Linked DNA regions of Zea mays: region 2 is linked to region 1. The links are chromatin contacts, called in public Hi-C maps. All regions are on one chromosome and are shown on one strand. Each heading gives the region's core, a stretch centred on a gene start, on an enhancer-like site or on the middle of the called end of the contact. The rest is flanking DNA. Distances are from core to core; before and after follow the strand shown. Region 1 holds the start of LOC100383610. Region 2 holds the start of LOC100381804.

What was found. Hi-C and Micro-C count contacts between places; a contact is called where the count stands out from the background.
Region 2: a Hi-C map of tassel shows a contact between it and region 1, with 2.9 times the contacts expected there. The contact joins the promoter of LOC100381804 here to the promoter of LOC100383610 in region 1. A contact is called at or near these places in 4 of 25 Hi-C or Micro-C datasets (ear, endosperm, leaf and 1 more).

Annotation. Positions count from the first base shown.
Region 1 is chr5:188,226,983-188,233,709 of Zm-B73-REFERENCE-NAM-5.0, reverse strand. It overlaps LOC100383610, which reads left to right and starts at 3,198. Exons shown (of 14, transcript NM_001362098.1): 1 at 3,198-3,481; 2 at 3,569-3,678; 3 at 3,780-3,875; 4 at 4,229-4,348; 5 at 4,438-4,569; 6 at 4,670-4,764; 7 at 4,874-4,992; 8 at 5,178-5,301; 9 at 5,418-5,544; 10 at 5,657-5,725; 11 at 5,862-5,953; 12 at 6,067-6,144; 13 at 6,399-6,469; 14 at 6,611-6,727. The coding sequence starts at 3,280. It overlaps LOC100279772, which reads left to right. Exons shown (of 16, transcript NM_001352971.1): 14 at 1,086-1,229; 15 at 1,602-2,276; 16 at 2,469-2,915. The coding sequence ends at 2,567.
Region 2 is chr5:189,077,358-189,084,084 of Zm-B73-REFERENCE-NAM-5.0, reverse strand. It overlaps LOC100381804, which reads right to left and starts at 3,579. Exons shown (of 2, transcript NM_001361316.1): 1 at 3,358-3,579. It also overlaps the pseudogene LOC109939581.

The sequences.
Region 1 (6,727 bases), core at 1,949-4,448:
CCCATGAATTCTGTTGCAGACGATTTCCACACCTTGCATGAGGGGCTCGCTCAGCCCGATTTGCTATCCTCCAGCTCTGTGATCTACTCGTGGCAAAGGTGGAGTCTGACCGCCGATCAGCAGCGGCAACGCGACTGCAGGCGGCTGCACGTGGCTTCCTGGCGCGGCGTCCAGTGCGGCAAGTTGCAGCAGCGACGCGGCTACATGCAGCGGCTTGCCGTCTTCAGGCTGCGGCACACGGTTTCCTGGTGCGGCGTCAAGCACCACAAGTGGCAGCACCGGTGTGGCTGCAAGCTGCGGTCCGCCGTTCCCTGGCACAGCGACTTGCATTGCTATTGAGCATTGAACAACACGAGGCACATGTGGTGGCAAGGCCTTTGGCATGGTTGGCCGATCCTCCACTCCAGTTCACGTCTTGATCCATAGCCATGTGGACAGCAAGAACACGTCTGGTTGGGTGGCCTGGCTCCACACTCGCGGCAGCTCAGGCCGTAGGACTGATGAACTGCCACGTCATGGCCTTTGCAGTCTGGACGAGGTTGTTCTCATGGGATCCAGGGGGACCAACCTTGACATATATTAGGTTCTTTATTTTATTTGCAAATAAATTAAAGCCGAAATGTAAAAGGCTTTTAGTAGAGTTGCACTTTCAAGTGTAGATCAAGTTAGACAGCAAGGGTGTTGCCATGCACTCCATTACAGTTTGAGGATGAGCTGTTTTCGAAGGGTGGGGGATGTCATGGGGTGGCAGTGCATAGCATGGGAGGCCATAGGGATAGGCTCAGGGTGAGGATTAGTGGATAAAGATTAGATTAGATAAGATTGAGTTAGTTACTTGGGGGGCCCAGTCTTCCTATCTATATAAGGATGGGTTGTACCTCCTTAAAGGGGTGAGGAATCAATGAAGAAGAGTTAGTCCCGGATCTCTCCGGTAGTCTAGTCCCCCCAAACCGACTCCGCCCGGCTATCTTCCCGGCGCTGTTTATCCCCCTTTGAACTATGATTCATAACAGAATGTCAAAAGTGCAAGTGCTTCAAAGGGAAAAAACTTCGTTTAATAGATACTAAACTTTTCTCCGCTGTAGGTTGAGTTCCTCGTGGGACGTGAAATTGAAGTTGGTCGTACATACAAAGGAATTGTTTCTTCGATTAAGGAGTATGGCGCTTTTGTGGAGTTCAATGGTGGACAACAAGGCTTACTTCATATTTCGGAGTTGTCACATCAACCGGTATTTCTCTTGAAATTCTGTAATAGAGGGATTGAGGTTGAACAGGGTTTGTGTTCTATTTTTTAAGATTATTCTGACTGATATCTGGAAATAGATTGTCAATATTATCTCTGATTTTCAGCTGTGTTTGAATCTCCCAGTACAAAGTCTACATTTGTTGGCTTCTTGTTAAAGGCAGTTAAATATTTGCTCAAATACTTTGAAGTTTCCTTCGTAGAGCTACTGGCTCATTTTTTTTTCTGTATCTTCGTTATATTGAGTGAAAGTCTGTTTTACCAACCCCATCAGAACATATTAGATTGAATACTAATATACCAGCATTTCATTAGTTTTAAATTATTCTTTCTGTTTTTTTCTATGTTCTTTGTGCAGGTTACGAAAGTCTCGGATGTTGTAACTCTTGGGCAATCTCTCTCTCTGAGATGCATTGGACAGGACATGCGGGGTAACATTAAACTTTCACTTAAAGCAACCTTACCCCAACCACGTATCAAGAAGGATTTGAAAAATAAGGATCCTTTGCCAAGTGAAGTTACTGGTTGGGCTGCTGTGGAGAACATGAGTAGTGTGGATGTTGATGCTCAGCTATCAAGTACCGAACATGAAAATGGCACAACTGAGGAGGCAGCTGCATTTTCGACTCCTTCAGTTATAATTCGAAGTGCTGCTGACTGTGATGCTCAAGATGATGCAAATGGTTCTAAGAAGCGGGCGAAGGTTGCAAAGTCATCTCCTAGACCAAATAAACCAGCCAGCGAATGCCATGATGTTAGGAAAGCTACCGCTAAGAAAGCTACAGGTGCCACTACCAAGAAAACTAAGAAAGTAAAGATTGAGGAATCTGTGAGTAATGGACTAGAAACCAGTGGTTCTGATGTTCCAGAACAGAGTGCTGACAACACTTCTGACCAGAATCAGAGTCCCACGAAATTCCAATCTGGGGCAATGAAGTTGGGTGATGTAGTTACAGCAAAGGTCTACCAGATTCGAGCCTATGGACTAGTACTTGAGTTGAGTGATGGTGTGCGTGGAATGCATAAATTTGAGGTAATTTCGTACAAACTTTTGAGAAAACAAGCCATCTTTTTTGTTCATACTGCTATTAGCAACACAGTTTTTCATCCCTGTACTCCACCTTCTCAATGGCCACACTATATTCTTATATTCTTAACCGTTGCATCCTCCCCCCAATACTCCCAATGAACATTGGTAACTGAAATTCTGGAGCATCTCTTGCAGGCAAATGGCCTAAAGGAATTTGAAGTTGGACAGGAACTAGTAGTGAAATGTTCTAGTTTCAATGCGAAGGGGATTCCGTTATTCTCATTGCTGGACTAGCAATGCCACCATTTGGGAACCGGATACAAATGACACCTTAGCAGCTAACCAATCAACTTGTGGAACACATGGCTAGCGAAGTTTTGTTCTTTCGCTGTTGTTGAAGCGTTGGTCAAGTTCTTTATTCGTACAACCATGAATAGAATGGAGGTCAATCACATGAAGTGTAGAGCGTACGGACTGAGTACGAACCATCGGAACCTGCTGTAGCCATTATATATAACTAGGATTACGTTACTTATCTATCTATTGGTTAAAATAATAGGGACGATGAATTCTTTGTAAGACGTACTGAAGCAGAGTGTCCCACTTACAGGAATCCAGTTCCAGTTTGTAGTTTCTTTACCTAAGATTGTTCAGCTGTACCTTTATTTTATTTTTAGCAGGGCTGTTTACAAAATCTGATTTTTTTAGTTTTGAAAAGTTAGCAGGAGCATTGCTTATGTTTGGGTGGGTTCAGATTACATGCAGTATAAACTTTGAAGACTATATATATATATAATAGAAAAAAAGAAGTGCGAGAAATAACAGAAGACGATAACAACAGGCGAGTGGCCACGGATGCTCGAGAAACCGGACTAGCACCATTTCCACCGTATCACTGCACGGCCGCGCGAAAATGTGCAGCGCCACAAGTGCATTCCGGCCCCGTGAGTAATCGTAACAGAGGATCGCTAGCTAGTGTGCTACCCTGTACGGCGCAGGCGCAGCCATGAGCAACAGCGGCAGGTGGCGGAGGAGGACGAGGTCCGTAGCCCCTTCGCCGGCCACCTCTTCTCCGTCGTCTCCTGGCCTCCGAGAAGCGCAGCCGTTCCGGCTTCCCCAGTGGAAGTTCTCCCAGGTCCTCGGCGAACTGCCGCCCGCGGCCGAAGCCCGCCGCGACGGCGCTCCCCGTCCGCAGGACGACGACGATGGTATTTATCTCTGCCTGCAAACTCAAACATTCAGAGAGCTATCCGCATGTTGGTCGTTGGACTGATCGGTCTGTGCATGTGCTTCAGCGGACGAAATCTCGGCTATCGAGTTCGACGGCCGCGGCGAGTACTTGGCCGGCGGCGACAACGCCGGGCGCGTCATCCTCTTCCGGAGGACCGACGGCGACGGCGACGACGTAAGCGTCCTGCTAGCTTTCCCGGTGCTAGCTAATTAATTCGTGCTTCTTGCGGCCACGGGGTGACTGACGCGGGGCTTCCTCCCTACGCACGTCTGCAGGCGCGGCCTCGCGCGGAGCTTGAGCGCACGGACCGTGCCGGAGCGCCGCCGCCGAGGTACAGCTACGCGACGGAGTTCCAGAGCCACGAACGGGAGGTGAGCCACCAACCCTATTGTTTGTTCAGACGAGCAGCAGGGTGAATTGTATTGTACGTACTGTATATATATATTTTTTTCCCGAGATCACTCCATTTCTATTAGTTGCATAACAGAAATACAAACGTTTTACCCACATCCAGATAAGCACTAGAGCTTAACCTGGAAGGGTTACATCACAGAAAACAACCTGTTCAGGCCACAACACAACTATAAACCGTCTACATACAGCTAGACAAAGTTCACAAAAGCAGTTCAAACATAATCAGATACAAAATACACCGCGAAGCACGTACTGTATATCCTAGTGCACGCATTCTGTTGCTGACCTTGATCCCTCCCTGCTGGCGCAGTTCGACGTGCTGGACAGCTTGGACATCAGCGAGAGGATTAAGAAGGTGAGGTGGTGCGCGCGGCCCAACAGCTCCCTGCTCATGCTCGCCGCGAACGACCGCACGGTCAAGCTCTGGAAGGTATCGAACCAACGCAAATGCGTCGATGCTTGCTGTCGCCTGTCTCCATGGGAACATGTGGTGTAACGGGTTCTGTAGCTCCAGGGCAGGTCTCCGAACACAAGGCGGAGGCGCCGAAGAAAGGGAACGGTCGGCCGAGTTGGGGCACCGCGGCGCTGTCGGCAGCCACGAAACTGCCGAGGGGCTGTTCGTCTGCAGAGCCTGACGAACGTCCTGAAAAGGTTTGCTCTCTGCAGCATTGCTCAGTTTGATCGACGCACTAGCACTATGGTAATTTACGACTTCGTACACTGTTGCTGTTGTGTGTGACTTTGTGGCCAGGCAGCAGGCGATGTCGGAGACGGCTACTCTGCGAAATGCCGGAGAGTCTTCGGCCGCGCTCACGAGTTCAACATCCACTCCGTCTCGACCAACTGGTAGGCAAACGCTCTAGGTTCATTCCGCTCCTGAGCGCCGCTGCTGGTTCTCTGTTGTTGGCAGAGGCGATGAGCCGATGACGATGCTTGTTCGTTCGTTCATGTACAGTGACGGGGAGACGCTGGTGTCCGCGGACGACGTGCGGATCAACCTGTGGCATGCGGAGGTGACGCGCCAGTGCTTCAACATCGTGGACATGAAGCCCGCGGACATGGAGGACCTCGTAGGTGATTTCGTTGTTTTTCTTCTTGTCCTTCCTTACCCACCGACGTACGTACGTACGTACGTAGGAGTGGTATACTAGCATATGCTGTCCTCCAGTTTGTGAAAGCCGCAGCGATCACTGGCACTTACATTACATTACATCCGAGATTCCGAGTGTTGTGTTGGTTGGGTGATGATGATGAAGCAGAGGTGATCACCACGGCCGAGTTCCACCCGTCGTCCTGCAGCATGCTGGCCTACGGCAGCTCCAGCGGCCTCGTCAGGCTGGTCGATCTGCGGCGATCGGCGCTGTGCGACCACAGCGTGAGAATGCGAGTGACTTCTGTCTTCTGCAACAACCCTCCAATTGAACTCTCCACGCACCACGCGTGTGTGCGCTCTTTCTTTCATTTTTTTTTTTTGAAACTGTCGCTTACTGAATGAACAGGTTCCAGGACCGCGAGAACCGCCCTCAGCCCAGCACATTTTTCAGTGAGATAATCTCCTGCATCACCGACCTTAAGTTCACAGGCGACGGGGAACACCTTCTGACTCGCGACTACATGAACCTCAAGGTGCTGTAATCTCCATTGGTGCCCAGTGCTAACTATGCAGCTACGGCCTACCTGTGACCAGCAAGCAGCGATGCGTCAACAACGCCTCACCCTGAAGCCTCGCTGTTTGCAGCTCTGGGACCTGCGCGTGGAAACCTCACCCGTCGCAACGTACAAAGTCCACGAGTTCCTTCGCCCAAAGGTACGTACGTACGTACGCTCACAATTTGTTGTCACCGAAACAAAAAATGTTTCAGAATCTCCTTTTGGCATCAAAGAGAAGATGGTAAATTTTTCAGAGAAAAAAAATGTTGTTGCTTTGTCTGTTGGTGCTGCAGCTGTCGGAGCTGTACACCGACGACTACATCTTCGACAGGTTCGGCTGCTGCGCCAGCAACGACGGGGCCTACTTCGCTACCGGATCTTACAGGTTTTTAGTTTCTTCTTCTACTGAGACGCGCTATAACACTGGTCTACTGTGATCCGTCCTGCCTTCTTGGGCACTCGATCACCTTTCTTACGGTTCTTTACTACGATGAGCAGCAAAACCTTCAGAGTTTTCTCCCGTGCCGCTGCGCAGACATGCGGCGCTACGTTGGAGGCCAGCACCAACCCTTACAGGTACATCGCATCAACGGTTACTACTGCTTCTTTTTTTATTATTTTTTTGGTCTCCTCATTCCGAGAGAACGATCTAGCGCGCTGTTTGTCTGAATAAGACCAAACTCCAAAGTTTTCATGCCATACAAAGTTCTTGTATGGCTGTGGTTTGCTGCAAAGCAACATCAAACTCCAACAGCGCAAAGTTCATGACCAATACATGAACAGAATGGATACGGGTTTTCGGTCTACTGAACCTTGCACTCTGGCCGCAGGATACAATTACATGCTCCTACGAAGATCCCAGCGCTGCTTAGCAATTTCTCTCTCGGAGTTCATAGAAAAGGTTGGGGGGGACGGAGATCTATTTTTGCCAAGCTTTTCATGCGTGTTGAGGCTTCGAGCTATGTCTCGGGCTCTCGGCCAAGAGGTTACCTTATCACTGAGCTCCTCATAGCGTGCCCTGGAAAATTCTCTCGTCGCGCAGGTCAGGATGGTCATCCGAGGTCAGACGGCAAGGAACAAGTCTCGTGCAACATGGCGTCCAAGGTGAAGCATCTAGCATGGCACCCGGCAGAAAACTTCATCGTTTGCGCAGCCAATA
Region 2 (6,727 bases), core at 2,330-4,829, 850 kb before region 1:
ATACAACACGTATAGAACTGCCCTATCCTTCGATCCAACCGATCGGAACATTCAGCGCACCCATCTCCTTCCTTCTGCCGGCCTTCATCTCCTTCCTTGTGCCCTCCCGATCCCCCCTGCTCTGATCCCCCCTAGGCCGGCGTTTCCCCTGCTGCGATCCCATCTTCTTCGTTCCCATCGTCGGCGCCCCCATCTTCTTCGTTCCCTCAACCGATCCCCCTGCTGCGCCCCTGGAAGCAACGCCACCAACCTTCTTGCGCCCCAAGCAGCCGCCCCTGCCTGCACTAGCTCCTGCGGCATCTGCACAGATCTTGCTGCCCCGCATCTTCCTGCTCCCTGCGGCCATCGATGGATCCGAGGCAAGCCCCTAAGGTTCGCAGGTCCTCGCTCAAGGCTGCAATTGGTGTGATTCCAGGAGGCCGACCTAGTTTTTGCCAAACATCACGTGGAAACACCGTAGATGGCAGCACCATGTCACAACCTGTGCCCGTTACAGCACCTGCAGCTACAAATCATTCGACCCCCGGCATTGTTGATACTGACTGGATGTTGCCTGATTATAGGTATGCATTGACTGAATTCTTACATATGTTCAATGACGATGATTGTGTTTGCACCACCTGGATGGGTATATATGTTCAATGAGGATGATTTTGTTTGCAGCACCTGAATGGTAATGGTTGTATGTGTTTCATTTCATTTCCTGCTCCTATCATATATTTTGTATTTGTGCTGAATGATTGTCTATGTTTACTGATTGTGGTTGCCTCTATTAAATACTGATTGTGATAATTTTGTTTGAATAGTTGTTCCCTATTAGCTGATACAAGGTCCTTGGCATGTCTATATATTACTTTTTTTTTGCAGTACCATGTCCTCCACAGGCAACTACTTCACAAATTTGCTTAACCAAGATGGATTACAGTCTTTAGGGTCGGGGGACAATGTGGAGTATGATTCTGAATTCTCAGAGTCACCGCTTGCAGCTGACATGAATTCTCAGACAAAGTCAAAGGGTCGATCAAAAAGTTTCAGTGAAGAGGAGGACATGTTGCTTGTGTCGGCTTATCTAAATGTTAGCAAAGACGCTATTGCAGGACGAAGCCAAAGTTCTTAGGCACGAGCCAAAGTGGACATCAATAAAAAGTCCCATTATGGTCTCAAATTTGGATGCTGAAAATGGTACTGACGGTGGCACCATTAACAATTCTAGACCTCTTGGAAGGAAGGCTGAGAAGGAAAATTTGCGGGCCAGAAAGAGGGAAGACAATGATTATGATCCATTCATTGAAGAAATGAAAAAAATTAGAGAATCAAGAGTGCAGACAGACAACAATCGGAAGGCACGTGATGACATGTTCTTGGAGCTGGAGAAGCATAAGCTTGAACTTGAAAAAGAGATGGAGAAGCAAAAGCTAGACCTTGAAAGAGATCAGCATGACAAAAAGGTGATGGAAACTGACACAAGTGGGATGGATGATGAGGCCAAACAGTATTTCAAGTTACTGAAACAGGAGATTTTAGCTCGACGTTTTGGGAGTCCACAACCATAGATGTTTTTTGGTTATGCTCTGTTTACTGGTTTAGTTTGGTTTTCTTTATATACTGCTGTCAGTATGCATTTTAGTTCAATAATAGTGTCTGAAACATGTGACCTGAAAGATGTTAGTATGCTGTTAGTATGCATTTTCGTTTCTGAAGGTAACAAAGGTGCAAGGATACATATGTGCTACTGAAATTAAAGCAAACATATGTGCTCATAGACTATAAAATGATTTATTGTTGCTGCTTCATGTGTCCAGAAAGCTACACAAGATGCTCAAACATAAAGCTACTGCTGAAACATAAAGCTACTGACGATGACTATTGCTGAAACATAAAATGAATTATTGTTGATGGTTCATGTGTCCGCGCCGCTCCCATAGGTGTTCAATCAGGTCTTCCTGGAGTTGACGATGACTATGACCATTCTCGATTTCTTCGCGCATCTGAACAAAAGAAGAAAACTTCCCAGTTCCTGCTCGTGAAACCACATTTGTCAGATCAATGTCGTTTAGTTTGTCGTCAACCGGTTCATCTTCAATTATCATGTTATGCATGATTACACAGGCTGTCATAATGTCGCGAAGTGTAGCTTCATCCCAAAGCCGCGCAGGTCCTCGAACAATGGCAAAGCGAGCCTGTAATACTCCAAATGCACGTTCGACATCTTTTCTTTGTGACTCTTGTGCTTTAGCAAAATTTTTATCTTTCAAATTAGCCGCAGGCTTCTTAGTTTTCACAAAAGTCGACCAAGAAGGATAGATCCCGTCTGCTAAGTAATAGCCCATGTCGTAGTTGTGTCCATTAATTGTATAGGAAACTTCTGGGGCTTCACCAATAACAAGCCTATCAGAGTTTAATAACCAGTACATGTACATGCTTAAGTGAATGGATTTATGTAACTGATCATGTGCGTTTGACTGATTTGTTTAAATAATCTGCTCAGTTGCGTGGGAGAATAAAACAATGCGGCAGATGTACACAGGCATGGCTAAATAACGACGACAAAGGCATGGGCGCATGGCTGAATACTTGAATAGAAAACACAGGGAAGATGTAGTACCTGTGGCGCTGTAGATGTAGTACCTGTGTGGGCAAACGTCTATCAAAACAGAGAGGTTGATTTGTGGTAGAGGTATTGATGGCGATGTGATAGAACCTGGGGTCGCGCCGTCGCCGGGAAGATGAACGCGGGTGGGAAAATAGGCGCCAAAGGCTCACAGGCGGGAAAAGTTCGCGGCAAATGGACGGAAAAAAACCGATTCACGGTTATTTGCCTTACTTTAGGGCTTATTGTTGGAGTGTGAACTATTTTTTGTGCCCTATACTTTTTAAATGAGATAGAAATTTAATTTTTAGGGCATTATTTTAGGGCACTCTGTTGGAGATGCTCTAAAGAAAGATATAGGGTGAGAGCCATTTCACAAGTGGTTTGAGTATAACCTTCAGCATGCAGAAAACAGACACATAACTTACTCTGACTAGAATGTTCAAACAAAATAAAAGAACCTCTTATGCCATTATGATACTGTCACGGTTTTACGTGGTTTATAAATTGCTAATCTAGATATTTGACATACATTGCTTGAAACACCAATAAGCTACACTAGCATATAAGCTCACGATGTCACTGCTCAACTGAATCAAACAAACGAGCAGAGGTGAATGCAGTAAACGGCATAGACGTACACCGATAATTAAAAAAACCGAAGTTAGTAGGCAAAATACATGTAAACACTTGACAGATCCAGTTAGGGTTTGGGTAGTGGGTGCTCACCATCGCAAAGCATGGACGGAAGAGAATGGTGGGCGTACCTGGCGGAGCTTGTCGGCGGCGAAGGGCCGGAGAAGAACTGACGAGGGACCGATGAAGACCTGGGCACCTCGACAGCGGCAACGGTTGCCCAGTCGTGCACGAGATGGATGGCGAGAGAGGGAGCGCACTTGGGGAACGGTAGAAGCAAGGGCAGTGCTGTTTGGAATTAGATCCCGCGCGAGAACGTGTGGCTGTGGCCGCCGCCGCTGTGGGGAGCGAAATGTGTTGCTAGGGTTAGGTTTGGAGGATATACGTGGGCTAGTTGGGCCACTTGGGGTATACTGTATACGGGATGGGCTGGGTTGCGAAAAAATCTAATAGCTTTGGGTGCTCGGTTTTGCACAACAGAAAGGGAATAGAACGGTCGGGCGTACCTGATGGGTGCTCGTTGCCGGAGAAGGGTCCCACGAATTTGTAGTCGGTTTGGATCTAATTGCAAGTGCATCTAGTAACTTAGATTTTTTCGCAAAAAAATATCGGATGTTCACGCCCGGACCCTGCGCTTGCAGCTACTGAAGAGACAGGAGCAAAGAGTTAACAGGAGATGAATGCCCCTGACCGTTATGAGCGTTTCGTTGTGCCAGAGGGCACCAAGAAGTGAGCCATTCACCATACTTGGACTACTGTCTACCTGCATGCAATCGTTGACTCAATTGATTTTCGTTGTTCATGACTCTGGGAAGTGAGACGTATGTTTCAAGCAACGCCTACAATTCTCTTGTTGTTATTAAAAACAGTTCTGCGAGTTATGTTAAGTGAATCTTTTGGCATTAAGCTATGGAACTGTGACACTTCTCTTGTTTCTGATCATTTCACGCTTGTGCAATCCTTTTAATTTTATGGACCCACCTGAGGCCTTCTATCGCACTTGCTCATTTTGTGATTAGTTGTAGGTTATGGTTGTGCTCCTGATGAACTGATGATAATTATCAATGCAGAGTGTCCTAAGAGAGGGATACAAAGATTGTGAATGCTGCATCATTCACTGTCGAACGCGAGGATCACACTGTAGGCAATATCCTCCGCATGTAAGTACAATTTAATTTCTTTTCTTTAACGCTTCCCATCTTATGGTTTGTTTGGTTGACATGATACAGGCAGTTGCACAGAGACCCAAATGTTCTCTTTGCCGGGTATAAGCTCCCTCACCCACTCCAGTACAAGATCATTGTTAGGGTATGATTCAAGTTCCATTTGTGTTTTCCCTTTTTTATACTGATTCATTGAGCTAGTTCCCCAGTTAATTAGTTATTTATTTGTGTACGACAAATCCACACAACGAGCCAGTCCTCCCCGACGCAGGCCTACACCCAGGCTATCAATGATCTAGACAAAGAGCTTGAGTACCTTAAGCAAGCTTTTGAGGTTAGAGGTCTTTCTGATATTTACTCTAATTGCTAGTTACAATTTTCAGCAAATGCACCTTTATGCCATGGACCAGTGAGAACAAAATGAGGAGGAATAGTTTAACTTGTTTTTCTTCCATTTTTATTTAACTGCGACTGTAATGTTGGCCATGCAATTGAATTTTACATGTGTTGATTGCATCAATCAAGAATTAGATTTTATACATAATCACATACCTCAAATTTGTGCTAATTGTATCAAATTAAGGGGTTGGCTCTATACATGACTTCATACCTTGAATTTGTGACTATATTCCTACCTCATTTTGTCCATTTGACAATGCTGCTACAGACACCAACAGACCATCATTGAACCTTTTCTACTTTATGATACAAAGATGTGAACTATGGACTACTTGATGAACTACTAGATGTTCAACACAGGAATGCCTTTGGCAAAATTTGCATATTCACTCTCCCGTCAAACTGATACCCTTAAGTTCATTTGAATCTCTTTTTATTTCCAAGAAGTATCTCGCTACTTTAGTCCTACTAGGAAAAGTTCTTTGGGATCTCTCTTTGTAAATGTTAGTTTCGACTCTTGTTTTTTTTCAGGTTGCATGGCATTTCTTTGTGCAATTTTGTATCGCTAAACAACGAAAAGTTTTAGTTAGCATTAACCAGTGGTACATAGCAAGGCAGACTGTGTGGTTCTGTGGGTGTAATGTATTTAAGAATGTTTTGTATAAAGTATTGTTTCTGTAGGAAAAAGTGCTTGATTTGACATGAATGTGGCAGTAATTTTGATAGATTTGTTGGGAGGGGAAGTGTCTGCTTTTTTCTTGTTAATACAAAGAAAACAGCTCTTCTGCGTTTTCAAGAAAAAAGTATCGGCTTTGTTTGCTAGTACAGACATGTTCAAAGGATAGTTCTTTTATTCTTGCTTAAAAAAGATGTTTGAACTCTGAAGTAGCAAGCACCAAAGGCCTGGGCATGTTAATTTTTTCTGTTCATGATGCATTTGCCACAGAATCAGTGTTGTTAAGTGCCAATCTTACCTTCTTTTTTGAATGCAACCAACCTTAGATTCTAAAACAAAGCACTTAAGCAACGTCTCACAAAAATCTAAATGGTAAATTGATGTTTTCCACTTTCCGGTACGTCCACGTGTTCCTATGCTATTTGCATGCTAGTTGTCAAGTTATTCTTTGGTACACTAGAAAAAAAACTTCTTAAATTTCATTCAGGAAATTTTGTTATTACTCCCTCCGTCCCCTTTTCATAATCATACCAGGGAAAAAAACTGTACCAAGTGATCATCATTTTGTCATGGACGGAGCCTTATCAGCGTAAATGTGGCATTGGCCACTTGGGTTCTAGCTCCAATGCAAGTTCCCTTACTGATTTACGTTAGTGTTCTTCTATTGTTCCAGTGGTTCTCCATGCAAGAGGATTGTGCTGTACACGGGAAAGAAATGATTTCTGACGTGAAATTAATGTTTTGCACCGTCGCTAGCTGCAGATAAACATGAGTGATTAGCCAGCCTTGGTCTCTCTCAGTCTCAGTGTCCCTCTCTTATGTGCTGATCATAAAGGCAAGGAGGGAATAGTTTATTCTTCCTGGTTGCATGGCATGACATTCTGCCATAGTATAGTGCTACGTGAGGTAAATTTAGTTTGCACTGATTCATGATGGAGAACAAGTCGGTGTGAGTTTGTGCATTGTGCTTGAGGGGGTGCTTTATTTTAAAAAAACTCGTGTGTTGAGAGTAATTAATTTGGACGTCGAATAATTCATGGTATTTGGTTGTAGCTTGACATGAAATATTTGGGAAAATTACAGAGTATTGTTATTTATTTTCGGTGAACCTTACCCTACCCCCACCCCCAGTATAGATAGATGCTTGAAATGTCTCCAGTATCCTAGGCGTGCACATTTGCCTATTGGTGTTGTACCATCTGACAGTAACATGATTACATTTGAAACACTACGGAGAGTAGACCATAGAGTGGTGTCTCGATT